Linked DNA regions of Sus scrofa: all the other regions are linked to region 1. A link is a contact called in public Hi-C, HiChIP or PLAC-seq and promoter capture Hi-C data. All regions are on one chromosome and are shown on one strand. The core of a region is the stretch at or near the end of the contact, and the rest is flanking DNA. Distances in the headings are between cores, read along the strand shown. Region 1 holds the start of KLF7 (Kruppel like factor 7). Region 2 has its middle 57 kb from the start of CREB1. Region 3 has its middle 44 kb from the start of CPO. Region 4 holds the start of METTL21A (protein N-lysine methyltransferase METTL21A). Region 5 holds the start of LOC102167165. Region 6 holds the start of CCNYL1 (cyclin-Y-like protein 1).

What was found. Promoter capture Hi-C pulls out the DNA fragments that hold promoters and counts their contacts. Hi-C and Micro-C count contacts between places; a contact is called where the count stands out from the background. HiChIP or PLAC-seq counts read pairs in DNA pulled down with a chosen protein or histone mark.
Region 2: an H3K27ac HiChIP or PLAC-seq map of skeletal muscle shows a contact between it and region 1, with 7 times the contacts expected there. The contact joins the enhancer-like site here to the promoter of KLF7 in region 1. A contact is called at or near these places in 16 of 47 Hi-C or Micro-C datasets (adipose tissue, alveolar macrophages, brain and 10 more) and 2 of 2 datasets of contacts at active chromatin or transcription factors (alveolar macrophages and skeletal muscle).
Region 3: a Hi-C map of liver shows a contact between it and region 1, with 4 times the contacts expected there. The contact joins the enhancer-like site here to the promoter of KLF7 in region 1. A contact is called at or near these places in 2 of 47 Hi-C or Micro-C datasets (fetal skeletal muscle and liver) and 2 of 2 datasets of contacts at active chromatin or transcription factors (alveolar macrophages and skeletal muscle).
Region 4: a Hi-C map of embryonic fibroblasts shows a contact between it and region 1, with 5 times the contacts expected there. The contact joins the promoter of METTL21A here to the promoter of KLF7 in region 1. A contact is called at or near these places in 1 of 47 Hi-C or Micro-C datasets (embryonic fibroblasts) and 2 of 2 datasets of contacts at active chromatin or transcription factors (alveolar macrophages and skeletal muscle).
Region 5: a contact with region 1 is called in an H3K27ac HiChIP or PLAC-seq map of alveolar macrophages. The contact joins the promoter of LOC102167165 here to the promoter of KLF7 in region 1. A contact is called at or near these places in 2 of 47 Hi-C or Micro-C datasets (heart right ventricle and skeletal muscle) and 2 of 2 datasets of contacts at active chromatin or transcription factors (alveolar macrophages and skeletal muscle).
Region 6: a contact with region 1 is called in a promoter capture Hi-C map of liver, with 2.0 times the contacts expected there. The contact joins the promoter of CCNYL1 here to the promoter of KLF7 in region 1. A contact is called at or near these places in 1 of 5 promoter capture datasets (liver), 2 of 47 Hi-C or Micro-C datasets (embryonic fibroblasts and heart right ventricle) and 1 of 2 datasets of contacts at active chromatin or transcription factors (skeletal muscle).

What each region holds. Positions count from the first base shown.
Region 1 is chr15:110,377,589-110,380,738 of Sscrofa11.1, reverse strand. KLF7 (Kruppel like factor 7) reads left to right here and starts at 1,637. Exons shown (of 4, transcript NM_001097487.1): 1 at 1,637-1,932. The coding sequence starts at 1,831.
Region 2 is chr15:110,646,868-110,649,878 of Sscrofa11.1, reverse strand. No RefSeq gene overlaps it. Among named protein-coding and RNA genes, the nearest start is that of CREB1, 57 kb to the left of the region's middle. Within about 2 kb of position 1,433, at least 28 of the 83 cell types and tissues checked have an H3K27ac peak or open chromatin away from gene starts, as enhancers often do. A contact at or near this core is called in adipose tissue, brain, liver and 3 more, where this site is marked.
Region 3 is chr15:110,119,987-110,122,888 of Sscrofa11.1, reverse strand. No RefSeq gene overlaps it. Among named protein-coding and RNA genes, the nearest start is that of CPO, 44 kb to the left of the region's middle. Within about 2 kb of position 1,253, at least 2 of the 83 cell types and tissues checked have an H3K27ac peak or open chromatin away from gene starts, as enhancers often do. A contact at or near this core is called in liver, where this site is marked.
Region 4 is chr15:110,788,140-110,790,922 of Sscrofa11.1, reverse strand. METTL21A (protein N-lysine methyltransferase METTL21A) reads left to right here and starts at 1,457. Exons shown (of 4, transcript XM_003133611.4): 1 at 1,457-1,719; 2 at 2,359-2,538. The coding sequence starts at 2,392.
Region 5 is chr15:110,704,735-110,707,871 of Sscrofa11.1, reverse strand. It overlaps LOC102167165, which reads left to right and starts at 1,848. Exons shown (of 3, transcript XM_021074736.1): 1 at 1,848-2,046; 2 at 2,108-2,461. The coding sequence starts at 1,848. It overlaps CREB1 (cyclic AMP-responsive element-binding protein 1), which reads right to left and starts at 2,324. Exons shown (of 9, transcript XR_002339130.1): 1 at 2,096-2,324.
Region 6 is chr15:110,872,378-110,875,165 of Sscrofa11.1, reverse strand. CCNYL1 (cyclin-Y-like protein 1) reads right to left here and starts at 1,254. Exons shown (of 8, transcript XM_005672131.3): 1 at 608-1,254. The coding sequence starts at 833.

The DNA.
Region 1 (3,150 bases), core at 388-2,887:
AGCTCTCAGTGCATTTTGGGGAAGCTTGAACGACTAACCACTTAAGGTCAAGCAAACAACTGTTCAACCCCAACAACGTGCGTAGTGCAAGGGTTTCACCTAAGAGACAACAGGGTCTCTATAGATAAAACTCTATATGATAGCTTCAGAAAGTAATTCGGTTCCTCTCCTCTCACCACCGCACTTTGGGCAGGTAGACATCCTCTCTCCAAGCCACATGGGGAGCCTTGCCTTTAACACCAGAGCAAGTTGCCAGCTCCAGCCTGCACCCCACGTCCACCCAGCTTCCCTCTATTGTCTTTAACACACTCCAGTAAAGTGTCCCCTTCCAGTCAGCGCTAACTGGGGGTCTGACCCCGGCTGCATTCCCCCTTCACGGGGTCAGAAGGCAGGACAGGCTGGGGGGCGGGGGGCGCACCGCGGCGCCAAGGGGCGTGGGGGGCGGGGACTGCGTGCGGGCGCGGGGCGGGCACAGGCTGCTCTCTGCGCTCCGCTCCCCTTTGTTCTGCTCCATTGTGAGCGGCACTTTCTCCTCTGGCGCTTCTTCTCTGCACCCTGGCAGCCTGTGGGGAATTCGTGAAGGGGCTTTTGGTGACTTTTTCTTTCCCGCCCCCCACGCCGGTTTATCTTTTAGGAAGTGAGGAAGTCCTTTGCGCTGCCCCTCCCTCGCGGTTCCCCGCCCCCGGGCCTAGGAGGTAGGTGGAGTGGGAAGTGGCCGGCCCTCCTCCCCACGCTGGCTTCTCAGTCCCCCGCCCCGCTCCTCCTCCAGGAGGCATCTTAACCCAGCGTTCTGGACTTTCACCTCCTGACCGGCCGCGTCCACGCCAGAACGGCAACATGCGACCCTTTCCCTTCTCAGGGGAACCGGCTCCGAACGCCCTGGCTCCGCTAGGCACCAAAGCGAGGGTCGGAGGCCGGCGTGCAGCCCGATCCCGGCCGCCTCGGCGTCCCCGGAGCCAGCGCAAGTGTCGCCGCGACCCTCCCCGTCCCTCGCGCTCGTGTTACCCGGCAGCCCGGCGGCAGCCTCAGCCCCCTTATATAGCCCTCTAAAAATAGCTCGCCTCGCACCGCCTTGTAAGGCAGCAGGGAGATCCGCAGCGCGCCAATCCAAGCCCGTCGCCAGGACCAAGCCCCGCCCCAGGCCTCGCTTCGTGCTCCCCATTGGTCTTCAGTGACTTCATGAGCCCCCTGTTTACCTTACATGGTCACACGCGGCCTAATGGACGCCCTCCTCCGAGATCCCACGGCTGCGCGGAGAGCCGGGCGGAGGGAGGGAGTTTGGGGAGGGGGAAGAGCAGGAGGAGGAGAAAAGGAGGGGGGGAAGACTACAAACTAGCAAGGATGGGGTGGGGGGTGGGGAGGAAGGAAAGGGGGGGAGAGAAGCGATCGCGAGAAAAAAAAAATGCAACCTCCCAAAATAAAGAGCAAAGATTGCATTAGGAGCGAACAGCGCTGCAGAAATAGATGGCAGCTTCGTGTCAGTGAGTTTGCATCCCCCTTCCTGATCCACGAGCTGGAGTGATTAGAGCCCTGGAAGGGAATTGTTACTCCCGTGGAGAAGTCCCCTTTTCCTGGCAGCCGTCTGCACTGTACACGCTGGATGCCTCTTTCCATCCGCCCCACTCAGTCTCTCCTTTCTCACCTCCTCTCTCCCTCTCTCCTGCATTGATTTTTTTTTTTTTTCCTTTTTAGTTGACTGAAACAAAACAAAACAAAAGGGCCACTGGATGTCTGCCTTCTTGGGGGGTGAGCCAGACAGACTGACAAACAAACAGACCCAACTGTGTTCGGGGGAGGGTTTCTCCTCCCGTTTTGCCCGGCAGCAGCAGCATGGACGTGTTGGCTAGTTATAGTATATTCCAGGAGCTACAACTTGTCCACGACACCGGCTACTTCTCAGCTTTGCCATCCCTGGAGGAGACCTGGCAGCAGGTGAATGATTTAAATTACTTGTGTAAATCGTGTGGCGGCGGCGGAGGCGCAGGGGCTGCGTTGGTGTGGGCTTGGGGTTGAATTTTGTGTTGTTGTTGTTTATTTTTTTCCCCCTTTTTGGCTGTTTGTTATTTAAAATGTTTTCGGAAACAGTCATCTGCTTACCTCTCCACCCACCCCCTAACCCCTTAGTGTGCCGAGCTGAGCAGCCGGTCTGAGCTGCCTGCGTTTCAGTCGCCAACACGCATCCTTGCGCACACGTTGTCGAGCTCAGTGTCCCCCAGCAGAGACCTCCCTAACTTCTGGGGTTCGGAGGAGAGGGTTGGGAAGGTGGTTTGGGTTACAAGTCGTCGGTGACAGGTACCGCTTCCCTATATGCAGGAGCTCTACCTACTTGAATCTTGAACCTTAAATCAGGTTCATCTCTTTCAACTGTGCTAACGACCGTCAGGTGGAGGGGAGGCGGTAGGAGCAAAGCGGAGTGTTTTCCCAGTAATTAGGGAGTATCTGTAAAGAATAGAAACTTGATTTTGAGATTAGAAGGTGGGCAGAAAGAAGAGGAGCCCAGTGATAAGAGATACTTGAGGATATTTCCGAGGAGGACTGGAAGATGTTATCTGTCTAATGCTGAACGTGCATTGTAGGTCTTTCCAGTGCAACGTCTTCAGAAAGAGAACACCTTCTCTATGTGTGTCCTTGCTTCTCTTTTTTTGGAGGGGTCCCTCTCCACTTGGCACAACCTCTGACAAAGGGTGATGTGTACTTCCATGCCTCTGACTTTGTCTTAGAGGACTAGTTAAGAAACTCCTAAGATGCTGAAGGGCACTGATGCCAAGTTGGCTGGGTGTCCCAGTAAGGGGGAAGTGGGGCTGGTGACAAGTTCCCTGGGCTTTGTGAAGTGGAATAAAGAAAGTGCTGGTCAGTGGAAAGTGCTAGATCTGCTGCGGAAATGGTGGTTTTCTCAGTAAGGATTAGGAGCTGCTGAGGGGACATTAAATGCAGGAAAGATGGTGGATGGGGGAGTGGAGGAACACGAGTAGTCTTTCAAAATTCTGCAGTGTGCATCATGGAAAGTCCAAGAAGACGGTTTGAATTTGCACATTGGAAGTGCGAACCTGCATGGTCCGCCTTGGAAAAACGTGCTTGCCCTTGAGGAGGGGCTGCAAGAAGCTTGGTGTGTGGCTGCTCGTGTAACTTCTCCGCTCCGTGACAGCAGCT
Region 2 (3,011 bases), core at 184-2,683, 270 kb before region 1:
ATTGCTAACATTTAAAAATCTGGAGAGACCACGTGAAATTTCTCCGGTTTCATTCACGCACGTGACTGGCCTGGCTTGTGCAGGCATTCGGGTCGATGTCCCTCCCCGTGTCCTACCGTCTCCCATTGTCTATTCATTATCTTCGTATGACAGTGAAAACTGCACCAGGGCCAGCAAGAACAGCCGAAGGAAGGGGAACTTTGTGTTTTTCCCCCAGGTTGCAGAAGATGATTGCGCGTCACCCTAACCGCTCTGCCGTCTTTTATCTGAGCAATCCCAAGCTCTTAGCGCTGCAGTTTAATCTAATTTGTTTCTTTTGTCAGATTTCATTTTGAGGTTGAAGCCTTTGAGAGACTAGGAAAGGGCATTTCCTATGGGGAATTTGGCTTCATTCATTTCTAGGTGGCAGGTTGGGGTGGGGGGTCAGGATTGTCAAACAGGGGAGGACATCTGGGGCCTGATGGGAGAACAAAAAATCCCTCGAGACAGACCGAGGACAGTGACGCTGGGACATCCTTTCTCCATTTTTCCTCTACCCCTATGTGTTAGGGTTTTCTTATTTTTAGTTTTTACCTTGAAAAAAAAAAAGAATTTGTGATTTATGAAATAAGGTTTAAAAGGTTATTTCCTCACAGCAGGAAGCTTCCCACTCCCCGCCCCCCAGGCCATGGGGGAGTTTAACCGTCCTCTCCTCTGACTTCCAGAACTCTGCCAAGTAACCGAAGGAAACCACCCCTTGTTTATCCAGTTCTTTGCAGTTAAAATGTTCAGTGACAATGCGCCTGTTGGAACCGCTCTTGGGGTGGCAGCAGACACTCAGAATGGTGTTTCCATTTAACTTATTGCATTTCAGCTCATTGAAAACCATAGCACATCGAAGGGCTGCTGCAAGAACACTTTTCAGACTATAAATCGGGGCTGGAGGAGATGCTTAATTAAATCAGTCCTGAGGTTACAGGAAGGAAAAGCAAACCTCACCCTCCCAGAGTTGACCCGGTTCAAGTAATGTGGCAGCTAGAGAACTTGGGAATGTGATGTTGGCCTAACGGACAGACACCAGAATGAGGCACTTCCCTGCCTGCCTACCAAGCAAGAAAATGCTTGGAGAGACTGCTGATGGCTCTGACCTTCCAATTTAATTCTGTGTGCAAAAAACGCACGTGAAGATGGCCAGAGAGGCTGAATTGCTGTGTTTTAGATTATAATGCCAATGACAGACTTTTTAAAAAAAGAAATTATTTCTACAGAATTCTGTTACTGGCTAACAGGCACTTGAGAAGCATGGAGTCTATCCTGTACGGGGACTCCGTGTTTGAAAGGGTAAATCATTAACTAAAACCATCCTTTCATGAATGAAGAGACCTGGTTAGAATTTGGGATTCCACCTAGTAGAGTTTGCCATAGAGGTGAGCTCATCCACACAGAGCATCTTGGGCAGATCATTAGCAGGGCTAGGGTACAGAGTATATCACCAGCTCAGCAGGGCACAGGCAGGAAGGCCTGCACACCAGCTGGGCCTCTCCTTTCTCAGTGAACACCCTCTGAGGTTCACGGGCCACGTGATCACTCTTCATGCTCACAACATCTTTCGGCAGCCTCCACTCTCCACGCCCCCCCAAATTTAAAGAGAGGATCACATGACTAAGAGAAGAAACACAGGACACACACATGAAATCCTAGCATTTGGTTTTAGCCAGAAGGCAAAAGAGAAGGCGGAAGACTAACTAAGCAGGCCGGCTGCCCGTGTGGGTCACAGGGTTCAGCCTAGGCCAGATCACATGGTCTGCTGATGATGCCACGTAGAGGAGAAGAGGTTGCATGCACCCTCGAGGGGTCCCCGGCTGGGTCCAAAAATTACGCCAGTGCAAAGGCAGATGAACAGGAGAAAAGCATATGCATTTATTTAATATAAGTTTTATGTGACTCAGGAGCCTCCATAGCAAATGAGGAACTGCAAGAGTTAAAACTGAGAGTTTCTGCCAGGGTGGATGACATGGAGAGTTGTGGAAGGTAAGACAGGATGGGGAGTATGAGCTAAATGTAGTAACCGGGGACTTAGGAAGGCCCGTTGGTTGGGATTCTTCTCTGTTCCTTCCCCCTTGAGAGATAAGGATGCTCCTTTCCTCCGTGTACAAGGTGGCGCTTCTCATAGGAGGCTCTGGCCTGCTTTATGCGGGAAGCGTAGGGGAAGGAGGCCAGAGAGCCCTTCCTGTACCTGCTGTCTCCCCAAACTCCATCGGCTTAAAATACTCAACACACCAAGGTGCTGGGTTTCCGATAAACTGTCCCAAACTCCATCAGTCAGGATGCGAAACAAAGGAGTCAGTGCCTAGGAATCGTCACCTCCCTCTCATACCTATTGTCATATATTGATCACACTTGCTTTTCATTCATAATTTTCCATGACTCATTATTTCCCATGATACATCACATCAACCCCGTTAGCCCCTTTGGATCTATTTGTTAGCTGATCAATTCTTGTTAGGACTTTAGGTTAAGTTAATAGTCAGAGGAGGAGGGGGGAGAGCGTTAGGGGGAAGCACGGATTCACCTCTCCTGTGTCTGAGTAGATGGTCACAGACCACTCCCCTGGCCCCTGTTTTTATCTGATCCCTTCCTCTCCAGCCCCTTCTTAGTTTCCTCCTATTTTCCTCTCCCCTACGAATTACAAAGCCCTGAAAACCCTCCGAGTTTGTGATAGAGGTCCAGGGTTTGCCTCACTCTAAGTGGCAACCCCCCCCCATCCCCACATCCTAATTAATGAGTGACAAAGAAATTAATCAGACCTAAGGACAGCCCAGCCACCGTGTGTATGAGGGGCCCTCAGAGCAGGGGAGCTGAAGGCAGGGAGTTGAGATCTGGGGCTGAGGTGACAAGATGTTTGACTTGGGTGCCGCTCAGCTGTAAAATCGGGGGCCACACCGGACCAGCTTACGGCTGGTTCTGGGGTTCCATGAGTTGGTGACCTAGAAGGCAGCAGTTTGCTATTGGAAAATCCTGTAGCTCACTTT
Region 3 (2,902 bases), core at 4-2,503, 260 kb after region 1:
AGACCTGAGGCATGCACACATTCATCATTGGTCCAATTGACTTATTTACTTACTCATGAATAATGTATGAACCCCCTTGAGCTCATCCTCTTCTATTCAGAGTTCTAGGTATGGTGGGAAGTACACAGATGAAGGAAACAGGTCACTCCTTTCCAGAAGCCTCTAATTTGGTGTGCTAGGATGATAGCAGCCTCCAAAGACATGTCTACATCCTACTCCTTGGAACCTGTGAATGTCACTTCACTTAGAAGAAGGGTCTTTGCAGAGGTGATTAAGAGAAGGATCTACTATGAGAAGATGGCTGAATTCTCTGGGTGGACCCTAAGTGTCATCACAAGTGTCCTTTTAAGGGAGAGACAGAGATCTGGAGCACCCAGAGAGAAGATAAGGCAATGTGAAGACAGAGCAGAGGATCTAAGTGATGGGGTCATCAGCCAATGAACACCAGAAGTTCCCGGCAGACATAGAGGCTAGAAGAGGCACAGAGCAGAATCCCCCACAGAACCTCCAAAAAGAATACAGCCCTGTTGACACTTGGGCTTAGATTTCTAGTTTCCAGAACCGTGAGAGAATACATTTCTGTTGTTTCAAGCCACCCACTTTGTGTGCTTTGTTACAGCAGCCCCTGGGGATCTAATACATTTGGGATGATGGTGAGGCTAAGCAACTGCAATGATAGCAACTATAATAGCTAGTACCTACTGAGCACCAGTATGCTAAACATTTTATGTGCATCATTTCTTTAGTGCTCCGAACAATACTCTCAAGCAGGTACCATGGGCACCTCCATTTTATGCATGAGGTCACCCAATCTCCATGTGTTAGAAAACATTCCCAGTCTTCAGCCCAATTAGAGGCATTCAAGCACTAAATACTGAAAAAATACCTTCTAACTCATGCCTTATGTAATAAAAACACACACACCCTCAACTCTAAAATCCAGATTGCTCATGTGTGCTAAAATCACGACAGCTTCTTTCTAGAATTTCTGATAGAAAAATTCTGGGGGAAAAAAAATCTGGATCGTTTAATTGAAGCGTCACTTTATCCTTTGGGCCTTTATTTTACTGATACTCTAAGCCATACTTCATCAGCCTAATAAGAAAATTGCTATCTCTGCTTAATGCAATAATGCGTAAATGCCTTCAGGAAACATGGAGTCACCAGTTTTGCTGAAGCAAAGCTGTTTATAACAGTCACGAGAGAGGAAAGCAGAACTTTGGTTCTCTGGTGGCAGAGGACAAGGGAAATCAGATCTGGACCTGATCCTGTGCTAAGAAGTTGGTAGAGCAGACTAAGTAAGGATTAGACTAGTGACTAGGGGTCATTTGGTGACTTTGTGCCGAGACCAGCTCAGCAGGATGGGGCCGAAGAACGGGTGCTGTGAAACTTAAGGAAAAAAGTGAACATAAAACAAGACACAGAGACATTTATCTTAAGTAAATGTGGGAACCGGGGGACGCAAGGTCTCAGGGACCAAGAGCACTGCCTTAAGAAACCACACTGCTTTTATTGTGTTTTTTTAGGATTATGTCATGTGAGAAAGGGGTTGTAGGTTCAGGATATAGGTTTTTTTTTAAGTTATTTTTAAAGTCGCTGATTAAGCTTTTATTCTGACCTTTAGGCATTTAACAATCATTAGCATATGAGGAAGCTTGGCGTCAGCCATCTATGCATAGCATTCCAGAGAATCTTCACTGTGCTTCCGAAAAAGGCATGCCTATCTGCCTAGGTTTGCACCTCGGTTCTTCTTTGCTAATGCATATCCAGCTAACGACCCATCATAAACCCCTTGGGGCTATGGGGCTCCTCTTTTATTCTTAAGAGGACTTATCATGCTGCGCAAACAGCGTGCCAGTCCGCACAAGTCCAGCGTGCCTAGACCAACGCATTAAGTCCTCATTCAGCTGACCCTATGAATAACTTATGCCTTTAGGTCTTTGTTCTTAAGCTTAAGTCATTCACCGTCACTGTGACTGTTTTTCAAGCAGGAAGGTGGCGTAAAGTAAAGCAGGACAAGATAGAGTTTTCAGCAAAGAGGCTAAGACAATATTGTAGAAACATGTCTCGTGACAACTTTGAACTTACAGTGTTTGGGGTGAGGATAATGGCGGGTTGAAGGGTTTAAGGAAGAAAAATGAACAGTGTGGAAATGGAAGCAGCTGGGATAAACTTTTTCCTGCAGGTGCCTGGCAGTGGAGGAAGGAGACAAACAGTAGGAGGGTGGGGGGAGGGGCAGGTGGGCATCAGTGGGTCACGTCTCTTTCTGAAGGAGAGACCAGGTGAGAGGGTGCCAGAGGAGACCTGAAAGAAAGCCAGTGATTCCTTCCAGCCCCAGGGGAAAGCAGAGGCTCTTCCAGGGCTCCAAAGCAAATGGATTGAACTCAGCACAATAATTCTCCAAGTGTCCCAGGGGGCACTGGAGGGCCCTTCCAAGAGCCTAAAATCAAATTTCAGAAACACTAACGCTTTGATAATGCCTATTCCTTTAGTTTTGCATAAGTCAATACATTCATTCAAAAAAATATTTTACTAATATTTAAAGCAGCTGAGAACAGGAATTATGCATTTCCTTCTCACCCTGGCACAGCACATGAGGTGAAGGAATGAAGGGTATCTAACAGCATGACTGCCGTGGGTGCTCTGTGACCTGGGGCAAGTTACTTAGGCTGGTTCCTTGATCTCCAAAGGGCAGATAATAATATCCCAGCCACAGAGAAGTTAGAGCATTAACAGAGGTAAGAAATGTAAATCATATAGACTAATTGCTGGCACAGCACACATAAAGGTCCTACAAAGCTGTCAAGATCATGTTTTGAGAGGCCAAACAGCAGAGGGGTCAGGATAGAAACTGTGAAGCAAGCATATTTGACCTCCAATCCAGTTCAGCTGCTCATTGGCT
Region 4 (2,783 bases), core at 208-2,707, 410 kb before region 1:
GACAATGATGTGTCAGTGTAGGTTTATCAGTTGGAGCAAATGTACCATCCTAGCGGGAGATGTTGATAATGAGGGAGGCTATGCATGGAACAGAGAGTGTGTGGGAAATCTTGCCAACGTTACTGTGAACTTAAAATTGCCCTCAAAAATAGAATGTATACATGTATGTGTGAGTGGGTCACCTTGCTGTACAGTAGAAAATGGACAAAACACTGTAAACCAGCTATAATGAAAAAATAAAAATCATTATAAAATAAAAAACATTGCTCTCAAAAATAAACTCAATCACATAAAAAATTAATAATAAAGAAGCAAAGCTAAAGAAAAAAAAAAGAGTAAAAGACCTTCACCAGTGACCTTCAAAGTTCCGTTCAAATCAACTTTGCAGTCCCAGGGCCCCACCCACGCCTCCCTCCTCCAGGAAGGAAAAGGAAATGTGGACAGAGCCCGGCACGCCCCCTGCGGGATGCGAGGAGAGGGGGTGGTTTAGGTCTGGCTCAAGCTTCTAACCAGTGGCCGCGGGGCGCAATCACCAGGAAAGCTCTAAAAAAAAATGCCAAGGCTCGGGTCCCACCGCACACCAGCTGAAACTTTCCCCTGGCAGAGTCCTGGTCTGCGGAGATGAAAAGCGCTCCGGTTTATTCCAACGTGCAGGGAGAGCTGAAAATCGCCCTCTCCTGAGAGTGCGGCGGCGGGGGGGTCACGGCGGCTGGGAGTCCAGATCCGAGAAGAGAAAGAATCTTTCGGAGAGAAGGATGCGGCCCCTGCCGCCGTCACATTCTTGGGTGCTCACTTCAAGCTGAGCGCTTCCCAAGGGCCTGCGGCCAGGTGCCACACTCTCAGCAACTTTCGTCTGGAGAACGGGTGTTCGTTCCCAAGCCAGGGGCGCTAACTTTCTGTCCGGGGAGGAAGGAAGACCTGGACCTCCGGTCTACACCGGGCGCCCCGCTCGGCTTTTGCTCTCTAGTTGAGAAGGGCTTTGTCACGTTTCCCACTCTACCGCCACGGAGCGCCGGATTGCACCAATTCGAACCTCACTTTGCTAATACAAGGACGGATGGGTGACCACGTATTCTTTGGAGCGAATTTTCTCCTACACCCGCTAACTAGCCACCCTTAAAACTAAAAACAGGCAAACACACACGTTTAAGAAACACACACAAAAAGACGCGCGCGCCAAAACGAGCGCATAGATAAGCGGCCCCAGCACCAGGTGGGCGGCCTCCCACTCCCCGGTCGCCACGGTACCCACGCCTTCGGCGCTCCCGCCCGCGGCTCTGCACCTCGCTCTCCCGGGCCCCCCGGGAAACTGACTTGGCCGCAATCCCCTGGGGACCCACGCGGGGGAGGGCCCGCCCCCAGCCAGCACTTGTCCTGGGAAGGCGGGGAGCTGGGAAGGCGGGGAGCCGGAAACGCGTGGCCCCAGCGCGGGCTGCCCACCTCCGCGCGCGGGTCATTTCCGCCGCCGACCTCGGGGCGGGGAGAGCAACGCGCGCACCAACCCGGCGCCGCCTCGGGAGCCGTAGGTAGAGGGGAGGCTGCGCTGCCGGCCGGGGTGTGTAGCCCGCCCGGCTCTTGGGACGCTGAGCGCGCCTTCGGCCTTCGGCAGGGAGGCCGCGGGCGCTCCCGAGATGGGGCAGGAAGCCCGCGCGTCTGGGGATCCGTAGCTCCCGGCCCGATCCCGCCGGTTCCCGCAGCTTTGGGGCCCGCGGGAAGGACGTACGTACCTGTCGGACCTTCAGTGGGGCGGGCGGGGGTCAAGACTATGAGGAGGTCTCCGAGCCGCGGTGCCCCAATCTATCCTGGACCCGGGGTCTCGCTCGCTGAAAGCGACTCGGAATCCACTAGCGTCTTTCACTTCCAGTGCAAGAAATGTAACTGCGTTGAGCGTGTATAGCCGGCTGGTGTCGTAAAGCGGGATAATCTTACCGTTAACCCTTCATTTAAGTTCAGACGTCTGTGGGGTCGCTCTTGAACGCAACGATTTAGAGAGAGCAAGGAAGACCAAGAAAGAAACAACAATATAATGCCCTGCCCAACGCAGCGGCTTGCAGCTGCAGTCTACACGGGCCCCGGCAGTTTAGAAAGCGCTACTTTCTCCGCAGTCCTGGGCTGTCACCTCTACTTTGCTCACTCTTCGCTCAGCTGCGAATTCGTCGAGCGGCTACAGCACGAACTCAGAGCGATATCTCACTTCCCAGAAGAGCCATGTAAAAGGAATGAGACAAAGGCTTCTTTCCTCGAGTGTTAATTATTTTGAACTCGTAAAATGACCTTAAGAAAGCAATTGTAGCTACTTAAGAGGTAATAATACTTTTTCTGGCTAGAAGCATCACGCAGAATTCTTTTGCTCCACAGCTTTGAGGGAGCAGGGAGCTGGGCTCGGACGAGATGGCCCTGGTGCCCTATGAGGAGACCGCAGGAATGGGGCTGCAGAGATTCCACAAGCCTCTTGCCACCTTCTCCTTTGCAAACCACAGGATCCAGATCCAGCAGGACTGGAAGCAGCTGGGAGTCGCTGCCGTGGTTTGGGACGCGGTAAGTAACCCCCGGGGGGAGCCTCCAGCAACTGATTATAAGACTGGTCTTTATTTTTTTTTAATAATAGTTTTATTGGGATATAATTCTATACCGTACATTTCATCTATTTAAAGTAGTTTGGTTTTTGTTTTTTTTTTTCTTAAGTAAATCCACGGAGTGGCCCAACTGTCGCCACACTCAATTGAAAACATTTCATCATCCCACTCCCTTCAAAAAAATTTCTAGGAGTTCCTGTAGTGGCA
Region 5 (3,137 bases), core at 599-3,098, 330 kb before region 1:
AAGAATACACAAGTTTGAATCTAACCTGAGATTGCTAAGAATTACAGATTATGAATTTATAAATAAAATTTAAAAGATCTTTTGGATAAGACTGAAGAAAAAAGCCCATCGGAAAACATTTTTTAAAACTTTCACAAAATCAGAGTCATTGTCTCTCTAAAGGGAAAAAAATTCTTCCCAAGTTATGCGGATTTGCAGAAAAATTCTTAAGGAAAACCAGTAATCTACAGTATCATCAATCCTATAATTTCCTCAGTGTTTGGAAATAAAACATCTTTCCAATCCTATGGGAAAACTCTTTATTATATCTTCTTAATCAAGTTTCTTGGCAATGACAAAATGTTAATGTGGTTTTTTAAAGACTTGCAATACAGCAAGGCAGGTTTTGCAAAAGTGACTTGGATAGAGAAAATCAGAAGACAGTGCTTCTACTAACAATATTTATTCCTAACAAGAAACCTTGTATCAATCACAATTCTATCACACTGTGACAGATATTTTGAAAACAAATCCGAGCTCGTCTTTTGTACCACCTAAAATAACCATTTTGGCTTTACTTTCAAATTAGGAAATGAGTGTAAAAGATTTCAATAGCTGGCGACGAAAAGCATCTTTTATACTTAACTTTAAGAAGGCAGAAATGAAGCAAGCTAAGGCTAGCACGAAATTCTAACTTCTCAAGAAGGGAAGTAAGACAAACTTAAATAGGTCATATCTCTGGTCCTTTAAAAATTGTCTTTTAATCTTTGATGTGTCAATGACTTTTCTGCTGTCCCTTTTCCCTAACAGGCAAAGAAAAAATAAATCTTGTGGTTTAAATTATTGTCGGTCTGAGGCTGGGGTTACCTAGTACAGGAGACAGATAATGGATACTTTTAGATACCTATTTTTAGAATTAGTATTAACCAATCTCTTATTTGCGTGAGAAACACGGTAGGGGTTCGAGGGTAGATCTTGAAGACCCAACGCCAAAGGCACGTCAGGCCAAAAAAAAAAAAAAAAAAGTGATGTAAAACAAAAGTACATCGCCTAATATTCGTTTCAACGAAGTGTTTCAGAATGATAGCTCTCAAGTGAGCATTAACCTTATTGAAAAGGGTTAAAACCGAAACTTGTTCTCAAACATCAGCTTCCCTTTTACAAGATCCCAACAGTTTTTAAAAAGTTATTACAAATATGTTTTTCTTAGCACCCCCTTCCTCCCCCAAAGAATGCATTTCCATGACTACTAACTTAAAAAAAAAAAAAAGAGGGTGAGCAAAGAGTCAAAAATTATCTTAAAAAGCGCGAGTTCTCATCGCCTCATCTAAGCAGAAAAGCACAGAAAACAGCATTTTCCCAGTGGGGTGGGAGCCGAGGGAAAAGGCGTGAATAAAATACAGTACGAGAGGAAACCTTGGGTTTCGAACTTTATTGCACAAAGAGAGTGGAGAGGAGAGTAGGTCAGACGCAGCAGCGCTTCCCCTCGCGAAGCGGGCATGGCAGACACGGAGGCGACCAGGAAGGCAGGCACCTTCACCTCCTCTGCCCTCAACTGTCGCCTTCTTCCTCCTCCACCCCCCGCGGGCACCCCGGCGCGCTGCCCCGGCGGACAGCGGGCCGGGTCAGGCTGGGCCGGGGGCGAGGCGGGCGGCGGGGGCCGGCGAGCGGCGCGGTGGGCATTGCCGGGCCGGGCCGGGCCCGCGGGCGGCCTCCCCCGGGGCGACTCCGGGCTCCGGGCTCCCGGCTCCGCGCCCGGCCCGGCGGCGGCGGCGGCGGCGGCGGGAACGCGGGCGCCAGCTTTCCGCGGCCGGCCGCCCGCACACACCCCCGGCCGCCGGCTCCCACCCCGCCCGCCGCCCCCCGCCATGAGCGCCGCCGCTGGCTGCAGGCAGAGTCGCTGCCGCCCCGGCCGCCGCTGGCTCCAGTCCGCCGCCATTATTCTTTGTTCGCTGCGAGCGGCGGCGATGGTGTGGGGCTCGGGCGGAGGCTCCATCTTTACCGCGGCCCCTCCTGCGAGGGGAAGGCCCCGAGCGCGGGTGTCCGGCGCCTCCCCGTCCCCCCTCCGTCCCCCCGGCTCTCTCCGGCTCCTGCCTCCTCCTCCTGCTCCTCTTACCGGTGGTACAAGCTCCTCCGTCACTGCTTTCGTTCGCGGCCCGGATCTCGCTGGAGTTTTATTCTCTCCCCCACGTAACACACCGCGTCAAACTACACCTCCGCCGCGTCACTCACCAACACTCCGCTTCTCCCAGCCGCCCGGGCCACAGGCAGCAGCAGCCGCCGCCGACTGAGGACTCGCAGCCAGGGAGCCAGCCAGCGCCGCCCAGTGCCGAGTGCGCAGCGGCCGCGCACGGAAACAGCCGAGCTCGGCCCGGTGGAGCTCGAGCGGCCCCGCCCTCCGCTCTGGAGGCGGAACTTGCCGAAGACCTTCGGGTTCCCTCGGGCGCGGCGGAGGGGTTCCGCGGGATGAGGGAAGGAGAAGGTGGGCTGGGGCGGGCGGCAGGGTGGGGAGGAGTGGTCTACGTCTCCTCGCTGGGTATAGACGGATAAAACCGGCTGCGGAAATTTGCAGGAAGAAGTTGGGCTTGTGTGTGGCCGGGTGGGGAATTCCCGAGGGGTGTCGACGGCTTGTTGGAAACCCCCGCGCCGGCTGCCTTTCGGCGGTAAGCGGCGGGTTCTAGGGCGGCTACGGCGAGCCGGGTCTGGGCTTCGGAGCACCGCCGGCTCGGGGACTTTCAGACGCTGCCGGGACGAGGGTGACGCAGCTCCGGGTCCGCAGTCCTGCGAGGCGGGGAGGAAGGCTGCTGCGGCTCTGCGGTCGCCCCTGACCCCTGGGGCCTCGGCCGGGCGATGGGCCTCAAGGCCGCGGCGCTGACCCGGTCCTGCCCACGGGCGTCGTGGGTCCTGGTGGGGAGGGTTTTCCCTCTCTGTGGGCAGGCTGGCTGGCTCTGCTCTGAGAATCCAGTGAGAAACCTGGCGGCCGCCAGTGGGGCTATTCTGTTTCGGGGGGCAGAAGCTCTGGGACTTCGCGCGCCTGGCGGGGTTTAGCGCGGCAGCGAGGGTGGCCAGGCCCGTCGGTCACATCTTTGGCCTCCTAGCTATGACCTGCTCTGACCGAGGTTGCTCTTTAACACTCTCGGAATGTCTTCCCTTCCTCC
Region 6 (2,788 bases), core at 5-2,504, 490 kb before region 1:
CAGGGCGACTGAAAACGTTAAAATTCAAATAATTTTACCGAAGAACGCCATATAGACTCTGTCGATCTCTATTTTGAACTTAAATAACAAATTCTGGAATGCGTCTAAATTGTATCAACTGCCTTAACTACCTTACCTGGTTCCTTCACTTAGGTACCATCTGGATAGGTAAGGATAAGGAGGTGGGATGGATACGCCATAGTTGGGTTATTTAAGTTTTCACTGAGAATACAGAGACTATACCAGAAAGTCTTTATAAAGTCCCACCAGGCGTTAATAAAGAGCCGCAAACAGGAAGGGTCGCAGACCGGAGGGTCTCAGACTGGGGTGGGAAATGGGAATGGGGGAAAGAACTGGGCTTTCGGGTAGATTAGAGGAAAAAAGACTGGCTGGACGCGACGGGAAAAGAATAAGGGGTGGGGACGCCAAGCAGAACCAGCCTTCATCCCCGGTGCCCAGCCCTGGGAAAGCCAGCTCCGGGCAGGAAGGAGCCCTAGGCGGCGGCTCCCTCCCGGGGGAACCCTGGGGGCGGCGGAGGCCAGAGGTAAGCCCGAGAACAGATGCAGCCGGCCCCGCGAGGGGCGAGGTGCGCCTACCACCGCCTTACCTTCGGGCATCTCCCGGTCGCTGATGTGCTGCAGGTGGTGGCCCTCGCCGGCTCCGTAATCCAACTCAGCTGGTTCCACGGCAGCCGGCGCGGAAGCTACTGCCACCGCGTCCCCAGCCGCCGCCTCACAGACTTCAGACTCGTAGTCTGGCTCCACCGGCCCCTTGCGCCTGCCCAGCTTGGGGCTGGCATTGGGCGACAAGCAACAGGACAACGTGTTCCCCATGGGGCGCCTCCGCTTCTGGCCGCCACCTCCTCGGCTCGCCCTGCGACTCCGCCGTTCTCAGCAACCGCCCCCTCCCCCAACAATGGCGAGGCCGGCACGGGCAGCCCCGGGCTATGCCGGGGCTGCGCCGCGCATGCAGACGCGGCCTCGGCCCCACTCGCCCGTCCGCCCCGCCGCCGGGCCCGGGGCAGGGCTCCGGCCCCGGCCGCACCCCCGCCGCCGCGCCGCTGCCGCCTCCCCGGAGCCAACTAGTCTGTGAGGGCGGTGACCAGACCGGCTTATTTAAAAGGGGTGGGGACCCGACAAACGCTGAGACGCGCAGCCACTGCCGGGAGAGAGCGCAGCCGGAGCTCCTCCTCCTTCCGCCGCCGCCTCCCGACTGAAAGCCTCGCCTGGCTGGCCCCTGCCAACCGGAACGCGTCCTTTGGTCACCTGGTTACGACGGACCAATCACATCTAGAGTTCCCTCCACGCGCCCGCCTCAAGCGTAGGCACGTGACTCATAATGCCCCGCCCCTGCCCATCGGCGCTCCGCCCCCCGCGAGGCGCGCCCTGAACTCTGGTTTCCATTCATCTCTCACGGCTCGGAGCTTTCCGGTCCTGCGGAAGCGTTGCGGGAGTTTGTTAACTGAAGCTGTCCTGGCTGAGCGGGCTCTATAAAATAGCCCCTTAAGTAAAGAGCCAGTTCGTTAGCAACTTGGTTTCGCTAGGTCTGACGGCTGGCTCATTTGATGTACTGCTCAACGAACTTAGTTACACCCGAATTGTTGACCGTTTTTGTAACTAAATGCTCCTCTGTTCTGCCTTCAGTTTGACCACAGCAACCCCCGGGGCCCTGGTCTTACCTTCAGTAAAAAGCTGTGGCAGTGTCTTGAATAAGACTCGAGGACACGTCACCCCTACACTTCCTCATCGGTAAAATAGGCACCGAACTCGTTCCTTCCACTTCTGAAACGCGGGGATTCAGCAACTCTTTCTCGCCAACGCATAAAGCACGTTTTTCTCATACAAAATTGAGAGTCACAAAGTGGAGTACCACGGTCTTGAATTGATGAAGGAGGTTAACGATAGCTAACATTTGGCGAACACTTAATACGCGCCCGACCCTTTCCAAGTGTGGTGCTCATTAACCCTTGAGAACAAAACCATCAGGAACACAGATTTTCCATAAATTAAATAACGCTCCCAAGGTCACCTAATTGCTCAGGGGTATGGCCAGGATTTGATCCCTGATAGTGTGGATCCCTAAAGGGGTGGGGACGCCAGGCAGAACCAGCCTTCATCCCTGGTGCCCAGCCCTGGGATTGTGATTATCAGGAAATAAAGACAGAAATCAAATTTGGTTGGAAGTGGCACAGCATATCAGGATTTTATTTTATTTTTAAGGAGGGACAGCTTTTTGATGTGGATTTTAAAATGCTTTCCCTTCATTCAGCATTAATTAGCGCTCCCTATGTGCCCGGCATTGTGTTTGGGGAAATAACCCTGCCCTCAGTGAGCTTAGACACCTGAGAAAAACAAAGGCTTTGAAAGTCCAATTGTCTGAGGCCACACTGCTGCAGAATACTTGAACCTGAAATTCAAACCTAGATCTGCCTAACCCCAAAGTAGATGCTGGGGTAAAGAGTTTGAATTGTTTCCCAGAAACATGAGAATCATTGAATGTTGTGAAGGTAAGATGTCCCTATCAGGTGGTTTGTAGTTAGGTCACTCTGGACAATAAGGAGGATTGAAGGACACAACAGGACCAATTGAGAGACTTTATATTCATCTAAAAGAAAAGAAAGGGTTCAGACTGAAAGCAGTGGCAGACTGGAGTGGAAGGAAAGGATATGAGGCCATTTGGGAGACAGAAGTGCTTGATGACTAGATACAGAGGAAGAGAGAGGGAAAGGAGAGGCAAAATTTGCTGCTAATGGAGTTCCTGCTGTGGTGCAGCAGGTTAAGTATCCAGC